Linked DNA regions of Sus scrofa: region 1 is linked to region 2. Evidence: chromatin contacts called from public Hi-C data. All regions are on one chromosome and are shown on one strand. Each heading gives the region's core, a stretch centred on a gene start, on an enhancer-like site or on the middle of the called end of the contact. The rest is flanking DNA. Distances are from core to core; before and after follow the strand shown.

Region 1 (3,604 bases), core at 803-3,302, 170 kb after region 2:
CCAGAAAGCTGAAATCAAAAGCTGGATTTCCAGAAATTTGGGAGCTTTCAGGGCTGATGGAGGCAACTGACACCATGAGAGCTGATATGATTTGTGGGAGAGAACTTCACTTAAGCAGAAAAAAGGGCTGATGGCTATAGACACTTGAACATTTCCATCTTTTTGTCCTGCGGGAGTCATAAATTCAGCATGTCCAAAGTCGAATTAATCATCTTCCCACCAAACCTTTTTCTCTCCTAGACTTCTCTAACTGTGCAAATGGCACTAATGACTGTTAGTCACTCTGGCTTGAGACCTCAGTCATCTTTGTCTCTTCCCTTAATTCTTTACACAGTAAGTTTCACCTATAGAAAATTCTGAAAATTCATAAAAATGACAGGTGGGAGATACAATCACTTATAATGGAACTATTTTGGATGATTCTGGTCATATTCCCATGCAAGTATAGACTTAATTTCCTTTATGTATGAGTAGAGTCATACTCTACATTTTTAAATCTTATTAAAGTACAGCCATCATACAGAGATCTACACAAGCAGAAACTAACGCCTTTTCATGTAATTAGTCTTCCACAATCAATTTTAAAAGGCTGCAAGGTATTCCATCCCATAATTATACTGTAATTTAGGTATCTAACCCGCGTGGTAGGATTCCTGGCTTTATTCTAGTATTCTTGCTCCTCCCTCCAGAATGCTACAAAGATGAATTTAGCTGTATTTAACATTTTTGTGTTCATTTCCATTTTTTTAAAAGAATAAAATTTGTAGAGGTAGAATTTGTGGGTCAAATGGCATGTGCATATTTAAAAATAAAACTTTTTATTTCAGAATAATTTTTGGTTTACAGAAATATTTTGAAGGCACTATAGGCAGTTCCTGTATACTCCACACTGTTTCCTCTATTATTAACATCTCACATTAGTATAGCACATTTGTCACAGTTCCAATGATCCAATGTTGAGATAACATTAACAAAAGTCCAGATTTCTTTATTTTTATTAATGTCCTTTTTCTATTCCAGTTATCCCATCAGGATATCTCATTACATTTAGTTGTCATGTCTCTTTAGACTCCTCTTGGCTGTGACAGTTTCTGAGACTTTCCTTATCTTTGAAAATTTTGACAATTATGAGAAATGCTGGTTAGACATTTTGTAGACGGTCCCTTACTTGGGAGTTGTCCATTTCTCCCTTTATGATTTGATTGGGGTTGTGACCTGTGGAAGGAAAGTACGGTAGAGATAAAATGCCATTCTCCTTCATATGGGATCTAGTCCACATACTATCGACATGTTTTATCACTGTTTATGTGAACCTTGATCACCCAGCTGAAGTAGTGCTTATCTAGTTTCTCCACTATAAAGTTACTCCCCTCTCCCCTTTCCATATTGTACTCATCGGAAGGAAGTCATTGCAGAGTCCACATTTAGAATCGTGAATTATGCATGCCTGGAGGAGTATCTATATAAATTTCTCGGAATTCTGCACCAGATATTTATCTCTTCTTACCCATTTATAAATTTATTTGTATCAATAATTGACATATCAGTTTGGCCTATGGATATTACTTTTATATTTCAAGTTATAATCCAAGACTATTTTACTCGCTTTGTTACTCAAGGCAAGTGTGTTTTTAGTAGTCTGAGTAACTCACTATAACGCTACCCCGCCAAAGGGGATACAACCCGAAGGGTTCCCTAACTTCAGGCACCTTTTATAAAGTAGATAGGCGAGCAAGGGCGAGGCCGATACCTCTCTCCAGCGTCCAATTTCCTGACGCCCTCAAGGTAGATGAAGCCTGCCAGGGTAGGCCCTTCCCCAAGACCGTCACCTCCACCCCATAGGCACCCCATGAATTGCCTGCCCCCTGACCGCCTCCCCTCCTTGCGCCTTGCCTTTCTTCCGGGTTCCTTGCCCCACCCCCACCCTCGTGGGGCGGAAGTGGGCGCGGCCGCGGGCAGGAAACGCTCGACAGGGGCGGGCCCTCTCGCGCAGACAGCCCCTCCCATTCTACCCCCGTCCCACCCCTCCGGCCCAGACCGGAAATGAGGTCAGAGAGGGAAGCCCCGGCGGGGAGACTCGGCCCCAAAAGCGGCGGCCGTTGGAGGTGGCTGCGGCAACCGGTGAGGGGGAGGGGAGGTGTGGGGGTCGGGGCCCAGGAGGCCGGGGCCAGCGAGGATCCCGGCTCAGGGCCGCTGCTGAGTGTCCAGAGGCGCCGCGGAGCCGCGGAGGCCGGCGGGAGGGGCGAGGGTGACGGAGCCTTGTTTTTCAGGGCCCATCTCGGGAGATGAAGGTCGGGCCATCTCCGGGGCGACAGTCACCTTCTCTCTTCTTTGCTTTCTGGCCCTTTGGGGCTGGCGACAGCGAAAGGGTTTGTTGCCCCGAGCTGCAGTCCCCCTCGTCCTTGGGAGCGGGCCAGGGCGTGGGGGGTAGTCCTTCGAAACACGCTTTTTCTCACGTACGTGGCCATGTTGCGACCCCTGAGCCCCGAGGGACCCTAGTCGTCAGGATTTGCATTTTGTCAGTTTCTGCCCTAGAAGGGCTGACCCCCTGACCCGGGTCAGTCCAAAAGAGAAGTTGCCTCCTACGCTCCCTCCCCCAATCCCGTCTCCCTCTCCGACCCTGGCCCGGCCTCTCATTTTACTTCTACTAGTTTCGAGATCCTTCCTTTGCGGCGGAGAAAACAGCCTTTTCTGCTTGCCTGTCTCGGGGGTCTTATCGGACTGTGCATCCAGGGAGGGCTGGGAGTTCCAGGGTTCTTCTGTTACTGCTCTAATTGCAGCCTTTGAGGCAAGCATTCTCCTGCACAGGCATTTGATTGGCAAGTTGTTCGGTAACTTAGTTCCAAGTTGAAGTTTGTACACTTCTGCCTGTGGTTTTTAAAGCAGTAGTTCTTTTCAGGGAAATAGATTTAGATAAGTGCGCCCCCACTTATATAGCTTGGTTTTAGGGACAGTTGTTCGCCAAACCCCAGTCATGGAGATTTAAACTACTTATTGCTTAAAGAGACTTGGTCATTTTATGAGTGTGGCTTTTTACACTGAGAAGTTTCGTTTGGTTGGTGGTTTTGGAGCTAGGTGCCCTTATTGCTCCTTCTGCCTTTGAATTGGTTGGCATGAAAATAGATTTTTAGGAAGTCCTTTGCAAAATGTAAACCGTTGAAAGGTAAATACGGTCTGAGAGTGGTGCCACAGAGTTTTAAACTCAAATTATGATCTTGAAATACATTGGACTTAAGGGCTAAGGAAAAAGAGCTAATTTAAAATGTATTTAATTAGATGTATGAAATATATTAGACATTTCCTTTTAAGAGGGCATATTGAAAATCACTCCTCCTCCTCTCAGGATCTGGAAGGTTTGCCTGTGAAGTGATCCCTGAAGTATGATGGTTTGACAAGAATAAGTTGAAAAATAGGAAGTTTTGGAAAGCTGTTAGCTGGACATTGTAGACTCCACTCATACTTGTCATTTCAGCCTCAGTTATATCCTGTGATTATCTGGCCCTAAGCACAGAATTTGGTTGATCATTCAATTTATTTTTCTGAAGGATGAGGAGAACTTAAAAGATTCTAATTATTCATGTACTCTATAAGGCTCTTTACTTGG
Region 2 (3,256 bases), core at 739-3,238:
AGCCGACGTGCAGAAGGAGGGAGGAAAACCAGGCGGCCTCCCTAGATCCCGAAGACTGAGGCTTGGCAAGAAGGTGCATGAACTCACTGCACTGCGAGAGCTTCAGGACTTCCAGGAAGCGCTGGCAACCCTGAGCACGAAGAAGCCGACTGTGTGCCTTGAAGCTCTGGGTTTCTTCTCCATGTGTCTAAACAGGTTCTGCTGGGCTCTGACTCCCAGCAGGCCAGGTGGAGGGCAAGCAGAGGGCTGGGAGGGGTGGCAAGGCAGCTGGGAGTGGGAAGGGAGCTGGAGTTTTTCCTTAGGTAAAAATAAATAGAGCGGATATCTGATATTGCCAAACGCCGCTTGGCGATGGGGAGAAAGTGGGTATTTTAAAGAGGGAGCAGAAGGACCATGGCTGGGTCCCAAAAATCAAAATCTTTGCGTTGCCCTGAAGGAGAATAAGAAAAGAGGATGGAAAAGCAAAGAAAAAAAATTTTTTTTTTAAAAAGTCGGATCCCAGTGAGTAGGTGGGGAGAGGCAGGGCTAGGCTGCTGCTGGCCCAGCTAAAGGTGGGGGCAGCGCAGGACACACTTGTCTCTCGGGCACACCATTCATGCTTTCTCTTTTGTTTACACTTCCTCGGGGGCTTTCTAAATGACTTTGTTCATGCTGCCTCTCATCTTCATTGGCTGGGATGCGGGCTTATGTGCAATTGGAATGCAAGGGGACAGCCCCTGGAGAGTAGCCCCAATAATCCACTTGGACGCCCAGGTCACCAGCACCTCGGCTTGTCTTCTCCCTCGGCCATTGCTTCTGGTCCCTGCTTCTTAAAAAATAAAAATAAAAAGGAAAAGAAGAATAAAACAGAAGCCGGTTGGTTCACTGCATGCCTCCTCCGGAAAGCTGTTACTCCTTCTTTCTCATGCTTCTTCCCCTATCTCTCGCCTCCTCTCTTGCTCATTCCCTTGGACTTGGCTTTCTGGTTCCCTCCCTTTCTCTCCCTCTAGCTTCCCTCTCCCTCTCCCTCTCTCTCACACACTCACATGCACACACACTGCTTTCTCTATTTCTCTCTGCTGAAATTTTATACCTCCCTCCCATGACGTTTCTGGCCCGGGGGCGGGGGGGGGGGCAAAGGAGGTGGGGGATTGGGGGGGAGGGACCAGTTCACGCAGCCTCTTTTGCTGCACGATTTTAATGTTTTAAACAGGCACAGGAAAAGCCGAGCCCGTTTGAAAAATACTTTGCGAGTCCTCTCGATCGACGTGGTAACTGAACTTTTTTTCCCCTCTTGGAGTCACTCCTGCTACACGTTGACTGTTTTTCTGGAAAGTTACTCCGATGAATCCCCTCCCTCCTTCTCCCCCCCGACTCCTTCGCCCTCTCGCCAGCTGTCAGTCCGTCCCCTCCTCGGCCGGTCTCTCGATCCCTCCCAGGCCCCGCGTCCCCGGCCGCCCCCCGGCCTGGCGGGACGTAGGCAGGGACGGGGCGGGGGGAGAGGGGCGCGGGGCGTGGGAGGGGCGGCCGTGCCCACCCTCGGTGGGGGTGACGCCCGGCCTGGGAGCGGGGTTGGAGTTGGGTTCAGCTCCGCGGCGATGCTGGCCCCGATTCTTCATTGACAAGATTGGAGTCGGGTGGCTCGCGGAAGCTTGGCGACGCTCCAGGGGCATTGAAAAATGGTGGCGTTTTCCGGCAGATCGAGGGTGCCCTCTGGCGAGGCGAGGCCGCCAGTGACGGGGGCTCCCCCGGGGTCGGGAGGGTTTGGGGGTAAGGCTGGGGGCCTGGGGAGATGGGGCCGCGAAGGAGGGTGCAGAAAACAAGATCAGGTGCCCTGGGGAACAGGCTCCCTCCCGGCCCGAGGTGCGTACAAGTGCACCTCTCCCTTCCCGGAGCCCCTTCTGCAGCGGCTCTCGCAGAAATGTCCTCCAGATGTTGCTGGCCTCCCTCCCCGCCGAGGGTTCCGCGGGGAGCTGCGCCAGCGAGCGCAAAGTCAGCAGTTGGCCCGAGCCCATTTCCCAGATGGGTGAGGGGAGGTTTTCTCTCCACTTTCGTTCCTTTTCTCAGCCTAAGCTTCTAGGTCTTTTCCCATCAAAAACGTAGGGAGGGCAAGCCACAACGCCTGCCCCCGCCCCGCCAACTCAGGAATGTCTCTGAATTGATCACTTTCCTGGGAATCAGTGCTGCTGCCCGCCGCCACCCCATCCCGCCTCGCCCCAGCCTTCCTGACCCTTCCTGCGAGGGCCTGTTCTGCTCCTGGTTCCTAGGCCGCTAACTGAAGGGATGCTCTCAGCCTCCCCAGGGCAGTGGCTGATCAATTTAAGCTGAGGAAACGGAGGCACGGACCGATTTTCGAGCGTACACCGCTGGTGAGTGGTGGTGGTAATATTTAACAAGGGCTTTCAGGTTTGGGAAATATTCCTAGATGCAGAAAGCTTAAAGTAACTTGCTTTTTACAGCAGAAATGATCGCATTGTAAATCAACTGTACTTCAATAAAACTTTAAAAAATTAAAACAACTTTTTTTTCTAGAGTAAATTATTTTGAATGACTTTAGGTCATATAGTTAGTGAGCGTCAACACTGAGATGTGGACCCAGGAAATCTGTGGCCAGTTAATCTATGCACTTAACTACTCTATGCTATACTGCCTCTGGAATTCAGCTCTCATTTGAGAAATATTTTGATATCTACTATATGCCAGGCCCTGTTCCTGGCTCGGTGGATGCAGCAGTGAATGAAACAAAGCCATTCCCTTATGGACTTTATATTCTCGAGGTGGAGGTGGGGCAATGGGAAGGCAATAAATGAAATAAATGTGTAAGCAGTGTAATAATGGTAAAAGGTCCATGCCATGGTGGAGAATAAAGCAGGGAAGGAGGAGAGGAAGTGCCTAGGTTGGGGAAATGTTGCAGTTTAAAATCTGAGAAGGCCTTGTGGAGGCCTTTAAATAAATACTTGCAAAACAGGAGGGAAAATTGTTGAAGTTATACCCGCCTGGGCTCCACTTCTAGCAAATCAGAGTTCACATCTGTTTTTAGCAAACTTTGCAGGTGAGTCAGTGCAAGGTTTGGAAGACACTACTCCAGGGCCTCTTTCTGCACACAGTGAGCACCTCTTGCTTTCAGGAAGTCAGGGAAGAAGTAGGAGTGAAGGCTTGGAAAGTGGCCCCAAGGTGGTGATGGTGCAGCTGTGGAAGAAGATAGAAATGGAGTCTCAGGCGTTCCCGTTGGGGTGCAGTAAAAATGAATCCAACTAGTATCCATGAGGATGCAGGT

What was found. A called contact is a pair of places that touch in the nucleus more often than the background predicts.
Region 1: a contact with region 2 is called in a Hi-C map of skeletal muscle, with 5 times the contacts expected there. The contact joins the promoter of GPATCH2L here to the promoter of IFT43 in region 2. A contact is called at or near these places in 1 of 5 promoter capture datasets (liver), 2 of 47 Hi-C or Micro-C datasets (liver and skeletal muscle) and 1 of 2 datasets of contacts at active chromatin or transcription factors (alveolar macrophages).

Annotation. Positions count from the first base shown.
Region 1 is chr7:99,323,530-99,327,133 of Sscrofa11.1, forward strand. GPATCH2L (G-patch domain containing 2 like) reads left to right here and starts at 2,053. Exons shown (of 10, transcript NM_001243404.1): 1 at 2,053-2,121.
Region 2 is chr7:99,153,901-99,157,156 of Sscrofa11.1, forward strand. IFT43 (intraflagellar transport protein 43 homolog) reads left to right here and starts at 1,989. Exons shown (of 9, transcript XM_013978326.2): 1 at 1,989-2,348. TGFB3 (transforming growth factor beta 3) reads right to left here and starts at 205. Exons shown (of 7, transcript NM_214198.1): 1 at 1-205.